Regions from separate parts of the Mus musculus genome. Here region 1 is linked to region 2. A link is a contact called in public Hi-C data. All regions are on one chromosome and are shown on one strand. The core of a region is the stretch at or near the end of the contact, and the rest is flanking DNA. Distances in the headings are between cores, read along the strand shown. Region 1 holds the start of Morf4l1b (mortality factor 4 like 1B). Region 2 overlaps Pik3ap1 (phosphoinositide-3-kinase adaptor protein 1).

The links. Hi-C and Micro-C count contacts between places; a contact is called where the count stands out from the background.
Region 1: a Hi-C map of Sertoli cells shows a contact between it and region 2, with 4 times the contacts expected there. The contact joins the promoter of Morf4l1b here to the enhancer-like site in region 2. A contact is called at or near these places in 1 of 15 datasets of contacts at CTCF or cohesin (large pre-B cells), 3 of 484 Hi-C or Micro-C datasets (the AML12 cell line, Sertoli cells and bone marrow-derived macrophages), 1 of 115 datasets of contacts at active chromatin or transcription factors (embryonic stem cells) and 1 of 9 other capture datasets (embryonic stem cells).

Annotation. Positions count from the first base shown.
Region 1 is chr19:41,522,359-41,528,186 of GRCm38.p6, forward strand. It overlaps Morf4l1b (mortality factor 4 like 1B), which reads left to right and starts at 2,894. Exons shown (of 1, transcript NM_001326287.1): 1 at 2,894-4,603. The coding sequence starts at 2,982. The coding sequence ends at 3,953. It overlaps Lcor (ligand dependent nuclear receptor corepressor), which reads left to right. Exons shown (of 8, transcript NM_001370767.1): 3 at 5,663-5,728.
Region 2 is chr19:41,310,926-41,316,307 of GRCm38.p6, forward strand. All of the region lies in intron 8 of Pik3ap1 (phosphoinositide-3-kinase adaptor protein 1), which reads right to left. Among named protein-coding and RNA genes, the nearest start is that of Gm52406, 31 kb to the left of the region's middle. Within about 2 kb of position 3,991, at least 7 of the 459 cell types and tissues checked have an H3K27ac peak or open chromatin away from gene starts, as enhancers often do. A contact at or near this core is called in Sertoli cells and bone marrow-derived macrophages, where this site is marked.

The sequences.
Region 1 (5,828 bases), core at 1,644-4,143, 210 kb after region 2:
TGAAAGCTGTAGTGAAGAGACTTGGAGACAGACAGAGACCAGTTGTGATGCTGATTAGGACTTCTTTGCAAGTAGTCAAGTCCCGGGAGACAGGTTTTAAAATTGTGACAGTCTGCATAAAGGTACTTTAAAGTCCATGACTGGCCTATTCAGTATTCCTTTTTTTTTTTCCAGTAGCATAAACAAAGGGTATTGATAGTACAGTAAACATAAGTTCAGTCAACTTTTCAAGCCCAAAGAGTAAGACCTGAAGTACAATTTACATTTTGCTTCAAGTTCTAAAACTCCATCTGTATCAGCTTTGGAATTTTAATTCTGTGTGTGGCGTGTAAGAATAAACTGGTTAGTGACCAAATTCTTAATTTTTGCTATTCAACTATTTTTCTTGAGTTTTTTTCTAATATTGCCAAAAATTTCAGACTGTTCAGTGGATGTGTAATAAATAAACTTCCAAAACGAAGGGACATGTTTTACTCATTGTTTGCCTGCAGTCTTGGCTTGTTCATCTTTTTTTAAACCAAAAATAAGCTCCTTAAACACCCACAAGTTTAGCCATTAAAACTCCTTTTGAAGACCTTCTTTGCCAGTGTGTTGAGCCACTCTGAGGCAGGCGCATGTGCACAGTTGCAGTGAACAGCGCTCCTTTTTACTTTTTTCTTTTTTTAAAAGGATCTCTCACAAAGTTTTATTAAAGGAACACTTTCCAGATTTACTTTTTAATTAGTCTGCTCTGGCAGGTTTCTAATTATAAATAACCAAAAATCACCTGGATCAATGACAGCCATTATGCATACTCTGTAGTATTTCCTTCATGCTGTGCCCAAGTCAGTATATTGCCAGTGTAGTGCCGGTCATCAGTTTTAACCAACATGGCATAGTGTTCTGTTTGAGATTTCATCAAAGCTGGGCCAATTACCTCAGATGGCCAGTTTCAGTCTGCCCTTTGTATCATCCTCAGTATCTGTTTGTATCTAAGTATATACTTCCCACTTTCCATCACCAGATGGAGCCTAGAGTTGATTGACTCCAGAGACTTTTTTCATCTTCTTTGCAGCCACCACCTTCCTGCCTTAGGTATGAGATGGCCCCAATCAAGATTAGCCACCACGATGGCTGGGGAACGCAGTTTTTATTCCTTATGGTACTTTGTTATCTTTCTTCCTGGCTTTCCTATGAAATCTTGGTATGAATTTTTGAGTGTCTTTGTTCTTACTTGCCTTTTGTTAATGTTAGGCATAGCACGTAAGATAATTCAGTGTTGCTATGCAACTGCTAAATTCGATATTTATTATTAGTAAAACTGAATAGTGCTAATATCCAGTGAACAGAGAACAGCAAAATATTTAAAGTGTGTAGTGCATAAGGCTCAGTGTGTTGTGGCAAGTGAACAGAAGAGAAATGGCTTACATATGGTTATGTTTTAGAACAAAATTAGTTGTGGCAAAATCTTTTATGACTAAGTTTGTTGTGTTGTTGACTGCTTGCTTATTTTTGTCAGAGTTTCTACACCCCTCCCCTAATACAGGACTTTAGTCAGTAGCCTAGTCTGGGTGTGAAACTTGCTCTGTAGCATAGCTCTGAACTTGGACATTCCACTCGTGTAGCCTCTTGAATGCTGGCTGTAATCTTGCATCATATCCAGCAAGCATTCCTCTGAACCGCCCCCCCCTGCTTTTTTGTTTGTTTGTTTTTGTTTTTTTGTTTTGAGACAAGAGTTTCTCTGGGTAGCCCTGGCTGTCCTGCAGTTCCTTCTGGCCTCACCTACAGATCTGCCTGCACTCTGCCTTCAGAGTTCAGGGCCACTCTGTTTTTCATTCTGTAATTTTTTTTCCTAATGATTATGTATTACTGAATTTCTTTCTCAGTTGACCTAGTTCAGATTTTGATCTTTGTTAGTTTTGAATTACTATTCCCCCAAGCGTTGGTTCATTTTCCCCTTTCTTGCTGTGTTTACATTTTTCCTTTTTGGAAATTGAGGACAGCCATGGCATGGTGGTACACAGTTGTAACCATTGCAGTCTGGAGACTGAGATAAGAGGACCTAAGGATATTATCCTGGGCTATTTATAGAAACCCTGTCTCAAAAATAAAATTTGACTTACTATGAGAGTTTAAAATTTGTTATAATTTTATATAATAGATCTTTCATGTAAGAACTACCAAACCTGCTGGATTTTTTGGTTATTTAATACCTTCTAAGAGACTCAAATGCTTTCAGTCTTACTGTAAAGATGAGAATTCCTTTCTGGAAAATAAGAGGAATTGGAGTTGGAGACTGTTTTGAGATTTACTTAAAGGAACAGAGGTTAACTGTTACTGAGACTCTATAGTCTCCAGGGTCAAAAATAGATAGTATTTGGCCATTAATCCCGATGATTGCACCACCACCGCTGCCTCTCTACCTCTACAGCTCCTAACTCACGCCTTTCTTCTTTTCTAATGTTTGAAAGAGCAAGAGGACACAGTAACTAATTACATTAGGTAAATAACAATCAGCTGTTTGATTAGTGGGTAATTTAATTTTGTTAATACCTTTAGAATAATTTGATGTCAAGAAATAAAATTGAAAAATAATTGCTTTCTAATGATAAATCAAAAAGTTACAGTTTAAAAATAATATAAAAATTAACTCTAATTACAATACGAACTTCAGTAGCTACTGTATTGCAGATTAGAGGTTTATAGGAAGTAGAGCAAAGACATTTTAATTACAATATTATTTTTATTATCAGTTTAGCAAGATAGTACTGTTTCTGAAGTCTGCCTTTTAATTTTAATTTTAATTGTATGTGTAATTTGCCTACCTCTGTCTGTGTACCATGTGTATGCACTGCCTTTGGAGGCCAAAAAGGACATTGGATCCTCGGGGACTGGTATTACTAAGACAATTAAGAGTCTACATACAGAGTTGGGTGGGGTAGAGAGTAGGGGGCGGTAGTCGGGGGTGGTGGGAGAAGGAGGAGGCGGCGAATCACTTATAAATGGCGCCCAAGCAGGACCCTAAGCCGAAATTCCAGGAGGGCGAGCGAGTGCTGTGCTTTCATGGGCCTCTTCTCTATGAAGCAAAGTGTGTAAAGGTTGCCATAAAGGACAAACAAGTGAAATACTTCATCCATTACAGTGGCTGGAATAAAAATTGGGATGAATGGGTGCCAGAAAGCAGAGTACTCAAATACGTGGACACCAATTTGCAGAAACAGCGAGAACTTCAAAAGGCCAATCAGGAACAATATGCAGAGGGCAAGATGAGAGGGGCTGCTCCGGGGAAGAAGACATCCGGCCTGCAACAGAAAAATGTCGAAGTGAAAACAAAAAAGAACAAGCAGAAAACACCTGGAAATGGAGATGGTGGCAGTACCAGTGAGACACCTCAGCCTCCTAGGAAGAAGAGAGCCCGGGTAGATCCTACCGTTGAAAATGAAGAAACCTTCATGAACAGAGTTGAAGTTAAAGTGAAGATCCCTGAAGAGCTGAAACCCTGGCTTGTGGATGACTGGGACTTGATCACCAGACAAAAGCAGCTTTTTTATCTTCCTGCCAAGAAGAATGTGGATTCCATTTTGGAGGATTATGCAAATTATAAGAAGTCTCGAGGAAATACAGATAATAAAGAGTATGCTGTTAATGAGGTGGTGGCAGGCATAAAGGAGTACTTCAATGTCATGTTGGGCACTCAGCTTCTCTACAAGTTTGAGAGACCACAGTACGCTGAAATCCTCACCGACCACCCGGATGCGCCCATGTCCCAGGTGTACGGAGCGCCACATTTGCTGAGATTATTTGTGCGAATTGGAGCGATGTTGGCCTACACGCCTCTAGATGAGAAAAGCCTTGCTTTATTACTGAACTATCTACATGATTTTCTCAAGTACCTGGCGAAGAATTCTGCAACCTTGTTCAGTGCCAGTGATTATGAAGTGGCCCCTCCTGAGTACCATCGGAAAGCCGTGTGAGGGCGTGCTCGCCCTCTCTCCCTCGTGCTTGGATCTCTGTAAACAGTTTGGTTCTTAGTCCTTCTCTTGTACAAATGATGTACTTTGAAGACCGTTAGTGTATAACAGAGTTGTTTGTTTCCTCTTTGATTTTAAACAGAGAAAATAAAAGGAGTAACTGCTCCTTTTTTCTTCCTTTTTTCATTTCAAAGTTTCTACCAGTGTATCAGTGACGGACAACAGAGAGACATGCTGTAGAGTGTTTGCCTAGTTGACAAAGCTGCTTTTGAATGCTGGTGGTTCTGTTCCTTTGACACTACGCACTTTTATAATATGTGTTAATGCTCTATGACAAATGCTCTGATTCCTAGTGCCAAAGGTTCACTTCAGTGTATATAACTGAACACTCATCCATCTGTGCTCTTTTTTTTTTTTTTTAATGGTGCTTAAAGAGCCCATCCTTTGCAAGTCATCCATGTCATTCCTTAGGCATCTTATCTTTGCTCAACTGTTAAAGAATGGTGGCTTGTTTTCATGGGTTTTGTATTTGTGTCTAATGCACGTTTTAACATGATAGACGCAATGCATCGTGTAGCTGCAGTTTTATGGAAAAGTCAATCTTGTAGGAGTTGTTTTTCAGATCTTCAATAAATTTTTTCTTTAAATTTCAAAAAAAAAAAAAAGAGTCTACATACAGATGCCAGGAATCAAACTCTGGTCTTTAAGAAGAGAAGCTGAGCCAGCTCTCCAGCCCCTTAAAAGGCCATCTTTCCAGTCCTCTTTTGCTTTCTAAATTCATTGATATTTCTATGCATTTGAAAAGTAATAATGTGTACCAAATATGCATGACATTAATTCTTTCTAAAGGTCATAGTTAAAGTACATACGGATTCTCAGATCAGTTGTAATAAGTATTTGAACTTTATAGTGAGGGCCTTGACATTTTTTCTCTCTTTTTTTTAAAAGACACTGTAGATTTCACTATTCTAAGGTTTTTCTCTTTCTTTCATAACAATACACAACAGCAAGACATTTAAACTGTATTTCATTAAGTACATAACAGTTTTTGATGTAGTCAGTTAGAAAACCTGGTTTTCTTTTTCTTTCACACTGGTAAAGGATATAATGCTTTTGAACAACTTTTGTACAGCTATGTGATTTTTTTTTATCTTCATTTTTTTTCTCTTTGTGTACCTAGTGAGTTTTGCCTTTAAAAATGGACCAAGTATTTAATATTGTGTTGTGAAATAATTCACTACTTTTCATTCTAAAATATTGTGAGAGGTGAAGAAAACTGCTCTCGAGACTTTTCTCTAGAAGACTATTAACCTGAGAGAAGTTAGTTTATGTTATCAACTGTTATGCAGAAAAAGGGACTGTTTAGACTGTTCTAGACAGTTTATGGACGTTCCAAAGCATGATGCTTCATTGGGAAGGCAGTTTTTCAGAATCTCATTCCTGTAAAGTTTTGTAGAAGTGGAGACTCTGAACCTCCATTCTTTCGTTGGTTGTTTCTAGTTTCTATTTTTCTTAACTTTGAATGTGCTTTGACTCTTTGTTGTGTTCATTATTAGCAGTGCAGACACCCCTTTTAGATTTCTCAGGGACTGTTTCCTGAGCATCCCTTCAGGGTGATAACCAGGGATTCTGTGAACCAGAAGAAAGCAGTATTTTTCAGTAATTATCGTGATGATGGGTTTTATTTATTCACTTTTTTTTTATCCTTTCAGGATTTGAAAGTATTCTTGAAGGGCTGTTTGGACCTGCGTTATTAAAAGATCTCAGTTTATTTAAAGGTATTCAAAATATTTCTGGTATTTTACAATCTTTGTGGTTAAACCTTAGTGATTTAGGTGTCTTACTCAGTTTTGTAAGTGTTAAACTGTATTCAGGGCA
Region 2 (5,382 bases), core at 2,741-5,240:
CTGCATTAAGGAGCTGCAGCGTCAGAAAAGTTGAAACCGCTGCTCCAGAGCATTCACACCCACAAGATGACTTGGCTTGACACAGGTCCGCGTCTCAGAGGCAAGAAAGCATATCTGAACTCGGCAGTCATGGTTCTAGGAAATGAGAACTACATCAGGCAGAGGCAGGAACTACCCTGGGGAAAGGTTGTACCCACAAAAGCACACTTCTTATCACGTCTCCAGAGGTGCAGCTTCCAGGACCCCCATAACCAACACGCCAGAGTCATCGCTCCCCAGAGAGACTCAGAACGCGGGTCCTTAGCAGGTTTTCACAGCTGCGTACAGCTCCTCCCACATCCAGATATGTGACCAATCAGGGGTCATTCTCATCCTAGGTAATGTTGCCTAGAAACATGGTTGACATTTGGCTCTTATCGGGTTACCAGGGTAACAAAGCCAGGAAGTCAAACAAAGGTCAAATTCTCATGCAGAAAGGGAAATGAAAAGTGTTTCTATTAATTTTGCCCATCGTTATCCCGGGTCCGCTCATTTCAATCCATTCTGCTTCTCTTTTCCTGACTATAAAATGGTGGTGGCGACGGCACAGCTCAGTAGGTCTGTCGCGAGTGTCACATGAGAAGCCTTCCCAGAGCACAGCACAGTGTCCGCAAATACGAAGGGCTGGATGAACGCTCTCTATTATTTTTGTTATTAAATCCTATACCCAGCAAAGAAAATTTCAAAATAGAAGACTCTATTTACATGTTAAGAATTTCTAAGGGGTTTGGTATGCAGCTCACTAGCAAACAGCTTGCCTAATGTGCATTAAACTGATTTTATTATTTTATTTCCAGTACCACAAAAACATTTTTTTCATGGCATTAAGAACTGAACTTAGGAAAAAAATTGACACTATAGCTTATATATCCTTATGGGGCATATAGCGATAACTTTTTTAAGACTTATTTTTATTATCTTGGTTGCAAGCCTTATTAACAGCTGAGCCATCTCTTCTATTTTTATTTGCTAAGGTTTATTTTTTAAGTTTATTTTTATTTATTATTGTTATTATTATTATCATTATTATTACTGGCATGTGTGTATGCATGCGTGTGTGTGTGTGTGTGTGTGTGTGTGTGTGTGTGTGTGTGTGTGTGATGTGTGGATAAGTGCCACAAGGGCCAGAAGAGGACATTAGATCTCCTAGACCTGGAGTTACAGGAAGTTGTGAGCTGAGTGACATAAATGCTGAGAACTGAACACAGAACCTTTGAAAGAGCCACAAGGGCTCTTAACACTTGAGCCATCTTGTCTTTTCTTTGGTGGTTGTGGTTTTAGGTTTCACGTAGCCTGGGCTGACCTTGAACTTATTATGCAGCAGATAACCTTGAACATCTGGTCTTCCAGCCCCATCTCCCAAGGGCTGGAATTACACCACTCTCGGCTCACACAATGCTAATTTGATGTATGTTTACCGTGAAGATCGGGTTAGTTAACAATTCCATATCTTCAAACAGTTATCATGTTTTTGCTTGAAAGTCTCTGAACTTCTTTTAGTTCTCTATAAATATATAATAAACATTTATGAACTGTAGGCACCTTACTGACCAGAGAGCAGAATTTGTGTCATTCCCAACCAAGTGGATACAAGTGGCAAGATTCTTTTTTTTTTTTTTTTTTTGGTTTTTCCGAGACAGGGTTTCTCTGTGTAGCCCTGGCTGTCCTGGAACTCACTCTGTAGACCAGGCTGGCCTCGAATTCAGAAATCCGCCTGCCTCTGCCTCCTGAGTGCTGGGATTAAAGGTGTGCGCCACCACACCCGGCTTTTTGTTGATTTTTTTTTTAAATTTTTATCACAGCCACTCTAACTGGACTGAAATGCTACCTCACCGTGGTTTCAATTTGCATTTCCCTGGTGAGTCACGTTGAACATTTTCATATATTTGCTGGCAATTTGCATATTTCTAAAAAGAAAAGTCTAAAGTCTATATTAATTTCTGATCAGTTTCGGGTTTGTTTTTTTGTTATCTGAATTGTTCATATGTTTTAAACACCATTTTTTTTCCCTTTGGATACAGGGTCTCTGTGTCTGGCCTGGAGCTCACTATGCAGACTGGGTTGCCCTTGAACTCACAGATATCCACCTGCCTCTGCCTCCTAAATGCTGAAACTAGAGGTGTGGAACACCACACCTGGGTCTAACGTTTTCAAAGATTTTATTTCTGTCTATGTGTCTTTGTGTCTTGGGGAGCTCGCACATGTGCGAGCTCCAGAAGAGGCGATGGGCTCCCCAGAGCTGGAATCACAGAAGGTCGTGAGCCACCTGTGGGTGTTGACAACCAAACTGAGGTCCTCTGAAGGACCAGTGTTCTTACCCACAGAGAGCTTCTCCAGCCCCCTGGACACTAAACTTCTATCAGATGAGCATTCACCCCCATTCTGTGGATTTTTCTCTTTAATCTTGTTCTTCTTTGCTCTATAGAAAGTCCTCAATTTGATATAATCCCATTTGTCTATTCTTGCCTCTTGCCTCTTTTTATTGAAATGCTGGGTATTGAACCTAGGGCCTCACACACGCTGGGCACTAGAAAATACCACTGAGCTACTTCCTACCTCATATTCGTCTTTTTTTCTTTTTTCTTTTTAAGAATAAGTTGGCTTTCATGCATGCCTTCTGCCTTCAACATGAGTTTGAGAATGTGTTTCTCACAATATTTGAATTCTCATCCATGATCTCAAACATTATATTTTCAATTTCCTCATTGAGACACACAGTTTTCTTATAGTTAAGTATACTTAAGGCTTGAGTAAGGTCTAAATACAACATGCCAGTCCTTACAACAGGATCACGCGTGGAAATCTGACTTGGTTTGCCAAACATTTTCTTTGTTAAGATTCCAGGACACCCAAATGTCCTCTTTTCTAGAGGGCTGGATAGCGCCCGCTAGGTGGCGCTATCCAGCCCATGCTGGCCCCATTCTGTGCATTGGTAGAGGCTGTTCTTAGGAAGGAAGCCTAAAGTCAGAGGCTATGAAGAGTCAGTAACTAGACAGCGAGATGAAGCAAGGGCTTGGGGAAGAGATGAAGGAAGTGTACAGCTCCAGGACAAGGCAGTAAAGGCCAGGAGCCAGCCAAAAGTCTGCATTCAGGGGACAAAGCAAAGTCAGAGAAAGGCAGCAGCTGAGAAACCCAGTAAACAACAGAGGCTTGGGAGACTGTCTACTGGGCATCAAGACAGAGGCACTGGAAACGGCCTCTGGCATCTTGAAGACTTACGTTTAAATGCTGCCTCTGACTCCTACTAGTTCTAAGTCCTTGGGCAGGTTCCTTGAAATAGGTAAGCTTCAGTGTTCCATCTGCAAAGCGGGGATAAACCGCAGGGCGCCTGCCTCATAGGACGGCTGAGAGAGATGACTAAGACAATGTTGATGAAAGCACTGAACCAGTGCGAGATACCGAATTCCTAGTTGTCCTGATTATTCTGAGGCAGCTTCGTTCTGAGGCTACGGAGACAAATACCACTAACGTGACACGAATCCTACACTTCTGTGGTTCAGAAGCCAAAGCGGGTTCTGATGGCCAAAATTAAGGTTTTCTCCTCTATGGAAAACTCAGCATAGATTTCATCTCTTTTCCTGGGTCCGGGGTTGTCTACATACCTGGGCACCAGGCCCTAATCCTGTTTTCAAAGGCAGCAATGCCAGCTTTTCTCACTGTGCCATCCATCTCTTCTATCCTCTGGTTCCCTCTTTTACTCTTAAGGACATCCGTAGTTATACCAGACTCACACAGAGAAGCCAGGCTAGTCTCCGTATCGCAAGGGCAGCTGGCTAGCAAGCCTAATTTTGCCTGTAAGCCTGAGTTCCCTCTGCACATGTCAATAAAACACGGCCACACACTGGGAGCACTACTCTGTCTCCAAGGCTGCTGTGAATTTCTTCCTATGTTGGGCTGGAGAGGGGGCTGGGATTGTGACGCACTGAAGGAAGTCCCTTGTGCTTGCACAGACCGGGCAACCTTGCCTCCAAGGACATCGGCTTTTGCCACCAGTGTCTGGATGTGTATACCCTTTAAGTGGAGGTCCGGAAAAATATTTTCTGTCCTTTCCCATTCAAAACATGGAGGTTGTCCTTTGACTTAATGAAACATAGAAATCTGAAACCTGTTGCATCCAGAAGCCAGGTAGACAACAAGTAGCACCGGAGTGACCAAAAACCGCAGGGAGTTCTGTGGGCAAAGGGATTTGCTGAAGCAGACACGGGGGGTTGGGTAAAGCAGAAGAAGAATACATCCTTGCATTCCAGGATGTTCAAGGTTTTGTGATTCAGACTCCGAACACTTCACCTTCACCACTTGTCAGCTAAAAATAACCTGAAATGCGTCGGAAAAGTGCAAAGTTCTTTTCATCTCAGCAGAAGAAAAACAACAACAAGAAGAAAGCAACACAGGTCGCAGTCTCCTCCTGGAAGAGCCACTGCAGGCTCACAACAGATGCTGGGGGGTTGATCTTGAAGGATCCGTTTCTGGGATGCAAGAAGCTCGCATTCAAGGTGGCAAAACATCCCAGCTGGCACTCAATTAAGGAACGAATCAACGGTGTCACAAATTCCAAAAGAAACCTGTGAGATTCACCTCTCAGGACAGAACTTTGGTGTAGATGGCTTAGCTGGAGAGGACACTCACTCCATCCAGATGACATGCCAGTACCATATAAAGCCAGGAAAACACCAGGGACTAAAGGACTATTCCAGAAAAGCTCTCCAACCCTAAAAACCAACAAGAGCCCTCTTCTACCCTCCAGGAAGTATCTTTTGTGGCCAAACAAGAAGTCTTGGTGCAGGAGGCACACAGTAGGACCTAAGATAACCTGGAGCTTTTCTGGTCCCAACTACACCCGAATAGGTTAGGGTGACTGATGACATCAACGTAAAAGCCTAACTTTTCACATATGGATGGAGAAGTAATGGGAAGGAGAGACACACAGGAGAGAAGAACAATCTGAAATCAGAGGGGTGGGGAGTGATGTCTGGCATTAGCAACGAGGAAAATGGGGCAGAAATGCCCAGGTGAAAAGGTGGGGCAAGGTCTAGCCTGTGACTTTACACATGGTGGGCAAAGCAGCCCTGTCATGCAGGAGCAGATCTACAGAATTTGGGGTCCATGGGACATAGACTCTGGGAAGCAGGGATCATGACAATTTATTCACTGGCTGTTTATCGCCTGGCACCATGTCCCTTACACACAGGACAGATCTGATAAGGATTTAATAAAGATTCGTTGAATGAATGAATGAATGAATGAATGAATGAATAGGTTAAAAAAAACTTACAAAGAATAAGCATGTGCTATGGTAGAGTTTGGGCTTTGTGAAGGAGTCTAGGCATTGCTCAGGCAGAGAAA